Regions from separate parts of the Hordeum vulgare genome. Here region 1 is linked to region 2. A link is a contact called in public Hi-C data. All regions are on one chromosome and are shown on one strand. Each heading gives the region's core, a stretch centred on a gene start, on an enhancer-like site or on the middle of the called end of the contact. The rest is flanking DNA. Distances are from core to core; before and after follow the strand shown. Region 1 holds the start of LOC123411864 (pentatricopeptide repeat-containing protein At3g22470, mitochondrial-like). Region 2 holds the start of LOC123412260 (probable L-type lectin-domain containing receptor kinase S.5).

The links. Hi-C and Micro-C count contacts between places; a contact is called where the count stands out from the background.
Region 1: a Hi-C map of seedling shows a contact between it and region 2, with 5 times the contacts expected there. The contact joins the promoter of LOC123411864 here to the promoter of LOC123412260 in region 2. A contact is called at or near these places in 4 of 6 Hi-C or Micro-C datasets (leaf, seedling and an unstated tissue) and 1 of 1 datasets of contacts at active chromatin or transcription factors (embryo).

Annotation. Positions count from the first base shown.
Region 1 is chr7H:183,902,822-183,907,957 of MorexV3_pseudomolecules_assembly, reverse strand. It overlaps LOC123411864 (pentatricopeptide repeat-containing protein At3g22470, mitochondrial-like), which reads right to left and starts at 3,038. Exons shown (of 2, transcript XM_045104822.1): 1 at 165-3,038. The coding sequence starts at 2,985. The coding sequence ends at 457.
Region 2 is chr7H:183,646,529-183,651,607 of MorexV3_pseudomolecules_assembly, reverse strand. It overlaps LOC123412260 (probable L-type lectin-domain containing receptor kinase S.5), which reads right to left and starts at 1,572. Exons shown (of 2, transcript XM_045105208.1): 1 at 1-1,572. The coding sequence starts at 999.

The DNA.
Region 1 (5,136 bases), core at 1,789-4,288, 250 kb before region 2:
ATAAGATCAAGGTTGAGGCAGGGCGCTGTGATCCAATTACTTACACCTTGTCGAAGAGGTAGGCCTTGCCATGCTTGCAGCGGAACATCTGGCGAGGAAACAGGATGAATAAAAATGGAGAAGGGGTGTAGATGGAGATGGGAGACATAGGAGGAGACCGAGACCTTGGACACAATGTGCTGGGCATAGGCAAGGTCGGAGTCGAAGTGCTTGCAGCAGTAGATGGTGCCCTTTGGCGACAGGACCCCATCGACCACACACCCTGACCGATTAGTCCCGTCGTCTTCTTCCTCCTCCTCTCGTTTGTCTGGCCAGCTAATTGATGTCTGCTTGCTTGCCTCCTCCAGGCTGGCGACCATTGTGTCATCTCAATGCCGACGTCCCTCATTGACACCAAAAACTTTGATCGTGTGGCTCATGTTGTCAAGTAGCTCATGTGATTATGAACTTTGGTTATTACCCAGTGTCTAAAACTTCGATTGTATCGCTGCCAGCAGGATCAATAACTGGCACATGTCTAAACTTTGGGGATCTATTATTGCTCATAGTGTTGTACGTTATGAGCATTAAGAACTCGAGAAACATACACTTGTCAATATCAGCAACTCTACCCTGGAGGTCATCCTCCATCTCCTTGGAAGCCCAGTCAAGTATATTCATTGTTGTGTCATCAAAAGCAACAGAACCTTCTCTGAGCTTCTCCGCCCACACAAGGGCTCGCCTTCCAAGGCCTTGCTTACAGAAATGAGAAAAGAAAACATTAAGTGTGATGGTGTTGGGTTGAAAAGCCATCTTAATCAGTTTACCGGTGAGAATCATAGCTCGATCAAGGACATCACTGCAAATGCCATCCATCAGTGTGTTGTATGTAACTGAATTAGGTGTGAAACCAATAGCAACAAGTTCATCCAGCATTCTCGCTGCTCGATTCATCGAATGGTTGTTGCAGAGGCTATGAATCCAAATATTATATGTGAAAATATCTGGATCACAGCCATCTGCAAGCATCTTGTTCATGAAAATCATGGCACCATTCATATCCTTGGCCCGGCAATATGCATTAATAATTGTATTGTACGTCACTACATCAGGAGTTAAGCCACTACTGAGCATGTCCAAGAAACGGTTATTCACGATATCCAACCTTCCTTCTCTGCAAAAACCATCAATCAAAATGTTGCTTGTGAAAACATCAGGAACAAGACCACTCTGCCTCATCTTCTGCTCTAGTTTCAGTGCTTCGGTCACATGGCCAACCCTACAAAACGCAGATATCAGAGAGTTGTAAGTAATATTGTTCGGAACAAGACCTCTTCTTTCCATCTCCACAAATGCCCGATAAGCCTCATTTACATGATCAAATCTGCAAAGGCCACTGATATATGCTGAGAAAGCGATAAAATCAGGCTGCACACCAACTTTCAACATATCATCCCAGCATTTCAAGGCACCTTCTACATTACCAGACCTGAAGCATGAATCCATGTAAACTGTAAATGAGGTACCAACAGAATATCCCTTACTAATCATATGTTCTAGCAAAAGCTGTGCATCATCTAGTCTTCCTTGATTGCATAGACCCAGTATCAAGTAATTGAAAGTGGAGGATAAGGGTGCAAGGCCTATCTCTTTCATGAGTTTATATAACTCGAGAGCTTCTTCTTCAAATCCCTCCTTGCTATATGCAGCAATCAAAGCATTAAATCCTGCAACACTCACTGGAGCACCCTGCTCGATTGCACAACACACAAGCTGCCGGGCATCATCCAATCGTCCATCCCAACAAAGCCGACAGATCATCATATCTATATTGTCTGCTGATACCTGTGAACCAAACATTTCATACAGCTCCTGCTGCTCATGTGCCAAGTGCACGGCCTTCCCAAACTTGTATGCTCCAGCAGAAAGAATGTTGAAAGTGCAGCAATCTGGCAGCAATCCCCTCTCCTTCATCTCTCTGTAGGCGGCATCAGCCTCGTCCATCTGCCCGGTCTTTGCATACCCATCGATTAAAACATTGAAGGTGATTGTATTTGCTTCGACCCCCACCGCCACCATCTCATCGAACAGCCTCCTTGCCTCCACCATATTCCCAACACGACACCATACATTCACCAAAATGTTATACGTCACAACAGTAGGCTCGCACCCTGACTTGTGCATTTTTTCAAACAGCTCAAAAGCATTCCCTGCCTGCCCAAATACACAATGTCCCTTGATGAGGATGTTATAGCTGCACGCGTCAGGGATAACATGGAACCTCCACATGACACCAAGCAATCCCGCAGCTACAGGGACTAGTCCCCTGTGGCATAACCCTAGGATCATGGCGTTGAAGATGGCGACGCTCGGCCGTGGCCCCATCGCGGTCATTTCCACGAACACCTTCCACGCGGCCTGGACATTGCCCTCGCGGAACAGCAGGCGCAGCAGCGTCGCGATCGCCGAGAGGCTGGGCGTTTTCCGGGCGCTGCGGATGCGTGCGAGGACGACGAGCGCCTCAGCCGGCATGCCGGCGGCCAGAAAGGCGTGGAGCGCGAGGCGGAGGGCGGCGTATGGAGCGCCGCCTGGGGAGGCGCACCAGGCGAGGAGATGCGGCGAGGCGGCCGGTAGGAGGGCGGCGAGGAGGAGGGATGCGAAGGGGCGCAGTGCCGGGGACAAGAAGGCGAGGCGGGAGGCGGCGGCGAAGCGGGCATGGAGCGGGGGGGTCTGGGAGGTGAGGGTGCGGAGAGCCAGGTGGCATTGCAGGGAGGACTTGAGGATGCGCGCGAGGTCGAGGAAGGAGTCGCGGCGGAGGGAGGTTGGGAGGGAGAGGTGCCGGGGAGAGCCGGAGGGAAGGAACTGCGCCGCGGGGTCGTAGAAGGAGCAGAGATGGGAGGAAAAGGTGCTGCTGGTGGTCGTGGTGGAGAGTTGGTGGTAGGAGGATAAGGAGAAGAAGGAATGCCGTCGCCGGGATGGTTTCGCCGCCGCGACGAGGTGGCGCATCGGGCGCCGGCGGCGGAGGAGAGTGTGAGAGGGAAAACTGAGGGCAGGCGGCAATGGCTTCCGCGCACTTGAGGTATACTGGTTGACTATGAATATGATGCCAACTCACTCACTGTGTACCATTGGATTCAAGATGGAGCGAGCAGATCGAAGCGAGTGGCCTTGCCGTGCGTCGCTTCAAGGCTTTTGTTGTTTCCAAACAAAATGCAATTTTGTTTTGGTGTAGGTTGGCACATCATGGCTTTCCTAGAAACATAGAGCACGACATAACTTCAAAACTAAATGTTACAATCTGAACTACCAAAATGTCTTACATTTATAAATAGATAGTGTGCAAGATATGTGTCTACAATGGCAAAATTTTGTGTTTTGACCCTTTTGGCTATGTTTAGCCGAATCTGATCTTGGATGGAAAAAAAATCGTGATTTGACCCTTTTTTTTACCGTCATGGAGCTTGGCGGTAGGGTTAGACAGCCTACCACGAGAGTTGTCGGCGGTAGCTGACTAATCCTTGTCAGCAGCCAACTCACGGTTGTCGTGAGCTCCGCTCACCCTTATAGCTACAGGGTTCGGTGGTAAGCTGTGAAATCCTACCGTCGCAGGGTATGCCGATAGGATCTGGACACTTATAAGGCCAGGGCACCGGTTCGCCCTCCTCATCTCCTCCCCACCCCGCCGCAAGAATGGCAGTTCTTACCCTCTCTCATTCCCTTCACTCTCCCTCTCTGATCTCTTTCATTCCTTCACCATTTTTTGCGAATCGAGATGGCCCCGAAACGAGAAAAGTAAGCTTCTCCGATCCCTCCAATTAGTTTTAGTAAAATAGCATCCAATTTGATGCATTATTTGCTTCAAATCCACCCTATTTTTTTAACTTGTTTAAACAAAATCCTAGGTTTGTTTTAGCTTTATTCTAGATGTTCTATGAGGTTGAATATGAAGTTGTAGTTACCTGTTGGAGAGATTGTATGTATTTTCATGATGAACTACATGATGAACCCTAGTTCATGTAAAAAAAATGTTGATATGATGCATATTGAAGGAATGAACTTCTAGGTTTGTTTTGATGTGATGCATGTTTGTGATATGAATCAACCATATGCACATAGTGGATGTTGGAGAATTATTGCTTAAGTTATTTAATATATTTTTGGCAAATTAAAGAAATGAATGAATAATGTTAAAAAGTCTTATGCAAAATGAATGAATGAATCATACTTATGAATCATGTTTACAAGTGTCAGTCGATCACGGATTGGGGAGAGAAGCATGACAAATATGTGTGGGAATGGAACGAGTGGAAAACTCGCAAATATGTGGAGAGGAAAGTGCTTGACTGGGAGGACTACGAGGATCACATGCGATGGTACGACAATGGCTTGAAGCATTGTCTGTGCCTAGGGCCTAGTTGAGGACAACAGATGTCGAATCGCTATATGATGACGACTCCGAGAATGAAGCCTACCATGACAGCATTAGGGAGTTAGAAGGCGGATTTAGGGAGTATGCACCCGTCATGAAGAGAGCGGTAAGTTGTGTTCATTTGTTTCAAACCGGCGGTTGGATGGAATCTACTTTAGTGGGTGTGACTCATTTATTCTTTTTAAATCTACTTTTGCAGGCTTCGAAGCTGAACAAAAGCATTTTTGATGGCTCGGGTGCGCTAAGTTCTATCCCCCATACCTAAGATTCTTATAACAAGTTGAGGGGAACGATAAAGGTAACATCGAGCCTCGTAGACTTACTTTATTTCTTATTATTATGTTCATTCTTATGTTCTTGTTTATTTGTTCTTTTTCATTTGTAATCATAAACTTGATCCATATTGTGTTCTTGTTTCATTCTTATTGCAGAAGTTTGTGAAGCATTATCGCAAGTTGGTGGGCCTGCTTGGGTGTGCTACCTCTATTTATACTCATGCTCGTGTAGACCCGATGCGTACCCTCGCTTCATTGAGCCATGTAGCCTCGTCGTCTAGGTTGGTTGAGGAGGACGGGGAGGAGGACGACGAGGAAGAAGATGAAGAGGAAGAAGATGATGAGGAGCGTGCAGAAGAAATACATGAGGAAGAAGAGGAACAAAGTGATGAGGAGAAGAAGTATGACGATAATGACGGACCTACACAACTTAGACAACCCAGGACAAGAAGA
Region 2 (5,079 bases), core at 323-2,822:
GTAGTACCCCAATGCGGCGGCGGCGCCCAGCGCGAGCGCCGCCACGGGCAACCCGACGGCGAGTCCCAGGATCAGGCCCTTGGTTTTGCCGGGCTCGTCCAGCTTCTCCACCGTCATGTTCCACGCCAGGACGCAGTTGAGCTGGTACTTGCGGCCCGTGGACGCGGCGAACCCGAAGTAGGACTTCTCGGCCACGGTGGCCCCGAGGTCCAGCGGCGCGGCGAGCACCGGAGACGCGGGCTTGGCGGCGTCGACGTCGGCCATGTACACCGTGATGCGGCGGGCGTCGCCGTCGTAGTCGATCCAGACGTTGTACTTGGCGGTCTTGGCCGGCGAGATCTCGATGCCGCGGGGCGTGAGCGAGGCGTTGGCGACGGAGACGACGCTGTTCACGTTGAGGCCGATGTGGTTGTCGTCAGGGTCGTATGGCTGCTTCTCGGTGTCGAGCTCGATGGCGACGACCTGGTTCGTGGCGTTGCCGTCGGTCGTCGCGTTGGTGAGGCCGAGGAAGCCGCCGTAGCTCGCGGCGGGCGGCTCGCCCGCGGACGGCGCGATAAGGAACGCGAACCCCTCCGCCGGCTCCGCGCCCGACACGCGGAAGACGTTGACGGTGAAGACGGTGCGGAAGGACGCGACCTTCAACTTGCCGCCGGCGCCGGCATTGCCCTTGCCCTTGCCGCCCTTATCGCGGCGCCAGAGCCTGACTGGTGCGGAGTAGAGGACGCGGCCGGACTTATTGGTGAGGAAGTGGGCGGGCTCGTTGAGAGTGTCCGGCGTGATCTGGAGCGCGCCCTTGGTTATGTCGGCATCGCCGACCACCGTCAGGTTTTTGCCACGGTAGTCGGGATGGAAGTTGGAGAAGCTGAACCGGGTGACGCTCCCCGCATCCAGACCATCCAGCGAGCCATCGGCAGTGGCGTTCGTGGCGAGCGCGGTGGTGGAGCCTGAGCTAGAAGAGGCCAAGACGAGGAGGGACAGTACGAGTAAATGCACGGCCATTAATGGCGAACCAGGAGGACCGTGCGGGGAGGTTCGGTTCAACTGGACGCCGTGCACGGTGCACCTGCCCAAGCCGCGTGCTTATTTCTATCGGTTTTCCTGCTCTGGGAGATTAGATTCTGCCGCCGCCGGTGTAGATGTAAGAAAGGCAAAAGTCACAGGGAGAAAGGGGAAAAAAGGGTTCTTGCGGTTGCACAGGCACGTTCACACCGGTGTCTCCTTGCGGAGAAGCAGACAGGAAGGCGCTGGCCTCCTTACCTTATCTCCCGCCCGAGGTCGCTTTTCCCGTAATCTTTCTGAGAGGCTGTGATCGGGGTGATAGCAATGCTGATTTTTGCTGTTTCTTGCAGCCTGCAGGTGATGTGGCAAGTTGGAAGTTCTTGACAACTACCCTTTTCTATGAGATAGGATGAGTTTTTACAAGATAGACTTCGTATGCTGTGAGCTCGAAATTTAGCGCCATGCTGACTCGGAATTTCGGATAAAATGTTGAGTTTAGCTCATAAGATGGTGGTTTTTCTTTTGTAACTTGGTGGTTTTTCTTTGGCACTTTGGACTGCAGTGCTACTACTGGTGCTCGTGTATTGCTTGACGGAACAAACTTAAGCACTCTTCGGCATCAAACCCTCTCATTGGTTGTGAAGAACGAGATTGTGCTTTGACCGGAGGAATGAAGGAATACTACTACTAGTACTTCCTTCGTCCACACCCATAAGTTATTTAAAAAAAATCAAATAATTTTAAAATACTTATATACGGCGTACTGATTTTCATCTTGTTTTGTTTTTTTATGTGAATAAAGAAATCAATTAACAAAAATCGTGATGCGTGTATGATTTTCATGACTTTTTTGAATAGAGTATAAACGCAAGCGTTCATATACACACGCATATACTCATCTATATAAACGCACATACGCATACCCTATCCCTAAAAGCTTATCGTCGAAAAATCCTGAAATAGATTCAAAAATAATGCAAATACCGGGACTTAAAACCTGATGGGCTGAAGATACCATTGTCCATATAATCATCCAACCACAGGTTGGTTTGCATATGTTTTTAATGATTTAAGATATCTAGAATGACATACAATGATCAGTGCATTACATGCAATGATATTAATTAGCAAATAAATATTATTTTCTTTCATTTTTCTCTTCACCATAATTGTACGGAGGAAGTAGTATACAGCTTAGCCGGAATAAATTTGACAATTCTTCGTCGTCGAGCACTCTTCTTAGTACTCCTTTCATCCAGAATTACTTATCGTATGAATGAATAAAATAAGTTGTATAAAAGTAAAATACTATATTAGATTTTTTTTTATGACAATTATATTTGGACGAAGAGAGTATTAGTTATGAACAACGAGATTTATGCTCCTCTACCAAAGGAACAAAGGTGGGTATAGGTGGATGTCGATTACCCGGCCGTCTTCACCAACCTTTAATGGTACTAACTCACCTCTCATCATTGTTTGTTTGTTTCTTTGTTCTTTGAGACTTTGACAGCAAGCTTATCATTGTTTGTTGCTGTACGTGACACCGAACAAGAAGGAGACGGCAGGCAGAAGGTGTTCACGGGCGGGCGGCTGGCCAACGGGGGACGATCCACCGGTCAACAGTTGACTGCATGTCCCGGTCGAGGGTTGTGACGCACTGACATAACGCATGGCAGCAAATGTAACAAATGTTGTCCGGCAACGATGAGCAAGATGGTCTCCACGAGTTCGGATTGGAGTAGAAATTCCGAGGAAACCTAACTGGAACTGGAATAGGGAAGTTGATTGTAGGATTTCTATTCCTCACTCTCGTATAGGTGAACTTGGTTCGTTCAATGAAAAGGGATAAAAAGGATCCGCTGGGAATGAATGGGAAGACAAGGATTCGGTTAAAGAAATTACAGTTCAAGCATTGTAGTCCAGGATTTTCTTTCCAGGGATCTGATGTTATCCTATCAACCGCAGCATCAGTAGCCTGCACATGCACAGCCAGCCATGTCTCCGTACCAACTTTGAGTTGTTCAGGACTTCAGGGCATTGCACTTTTCTTTTCCTATTCCCTCCAAAAGATCGCTACATGGCTCGACTTTGCAGTGTGAAGTCATGGACTAGTACGCGAAACCGCGAGAATAATTGGGCCCAAAAGAGATGCGAGCTGGAAGCGTCATGACGACCACTTTGGCAGACATGATAAGAGCATGCAGGTTCTACGATCAGGTGCAACCATCATGCGCCATCACACCAACTCCAACGCGTCCGTTTTTCGTTCGTTTAAGGATGACAATAAAATTGTATCCGTCCAAATTTATGAATGTGGCAGTCAAGAGCCCAACGGGCGGTACCATTTCGGTCGCATCTCATTTACGCATGCGAAAAAAACCCGTAGCTAGACCATGCAAACGACCGCATTCAAGCTAGATCATGCCGGCCGGCAATAAAATCAGCGGCCTACAAATTGATCACCTCGAGTTTGACGTCGGCAATAAAGCCAGCGGCCTGCACATTAGTCAGCCTTTAAAATGGACAAGTTTTCCATGCCGACAACAAAGCCATTGACGGCACACCAGCAAGCCTTCAAAAAGAACCGTCATCGCGGCCATCGCGACCGAGATCTCACCTAGTTCAGGCCGTCGCGGGTGAACATCTCCTTCTGGCGGTTCGTGAACCAAGCTTCCTCTCAAGTGACATGTTGTTCTTGTCGACGCACATCAACAGTAGTGCCACCTCCTTGGCTGTTGTCTCGGCAATGATGGCCTCGATCTCTAGCTTCTTGCGTTGAGCGGCCTCTTCGATGTCACGCTTCCTCCTCTTCATGACCTCCTCCATGTCAAGCTTCTTTGTTTGAAGATCAAGATATATCTTCATTTGCCCCTCCTTTCTTTTGCTCTTTCTCACCTCCCGCATTTCCTTCTGTCTCATCATGGTCTCCAAAGTTCCTTGCAACGCTATAGAAGATGCAGCACACTTCTCGTCCAGCCTTGGAGTTTCTCCTGCCCCTCGGCCTCTTGAGCACGTATCCATCGTCAGCCACGGCCGCCTTCTGTCCTCTCTTCTTCTTAAGAGCATTGTATTGGTCTTTGAACTTGGGGCAATCGTTGATGAGCACCCAACAATGCGTTAGAGTGAACGACATGTCTTTGTGCCGGGCCTTGAAGGGCTCCAAAGATAGGAATGCCTACACAATCAAACATGCGGCCACAATTGTAACACTAAAGGACATACAATGCATGAAACCTCAATGACATGCCAACATTAATGGACGCATGCTGAAAAAGCGAGAGGTTCATACCAAGTCACCAAGGCCTAGGCCGCTCACGGGACGGGTTGTGACACTCTCAAGCGCAACACAATATTTGTTGCATTCTTGTTGGATGAATCCCCATCTTTTATGGATTGAATTGATGTCGCAGGTGCTTGCGAATTGGTAGGGGGCAAACTTTCTTTGCTCACGAAAGTTCTTGTGAACTCTTGTCCAAAAGATGAACCCTTTTTGCTCGACGCCTTTGATTGGTTCTTGGCCAGTTTCCTTCGAACTCGCAAATCAAAGTGTCCTCAGCTTGGGTGTATGATCCCGTGCGAATGCTTTTCCTCCTATTTTGTGCTTTGGTCTTTTGGGTGAGCTCGTCGACGAACAACAATGGCTCCACAGAAATGTCGACCTCTTCTTCTTCATCTTTGCAATACAAGTCATCATCTTCATGCCACGATTTTCCATGGTCGTCCTCATCACCATCATCATGGCCGGCAAACTGAGTGTCATCATAGGTACCACGGTTGTCCTGGCTTTGGGTCTCGTCGGAATCACAATCTTGCTCTTGGTCGTGGACGTGGAACGCCTCACCACGGCCCTCAAATATGACGTTCTGCATGAACGAGGCATAGTCGGGGTCCTCGCCCGTTGTTGTCTGCGTCGGCGGTGGCATATTGTCGAACAGCTTGCGGGCTCCAGCCATGTGAGCTGGCACGAACGACCGGTCATGCTTCCTTTGCGCGTCGTCTTCACAATGGCCAACGCCACTATACCCCTGCGTGATTTTGAGGTCAATGGCGCTCGGGGGCATCGTCGGATACACCACC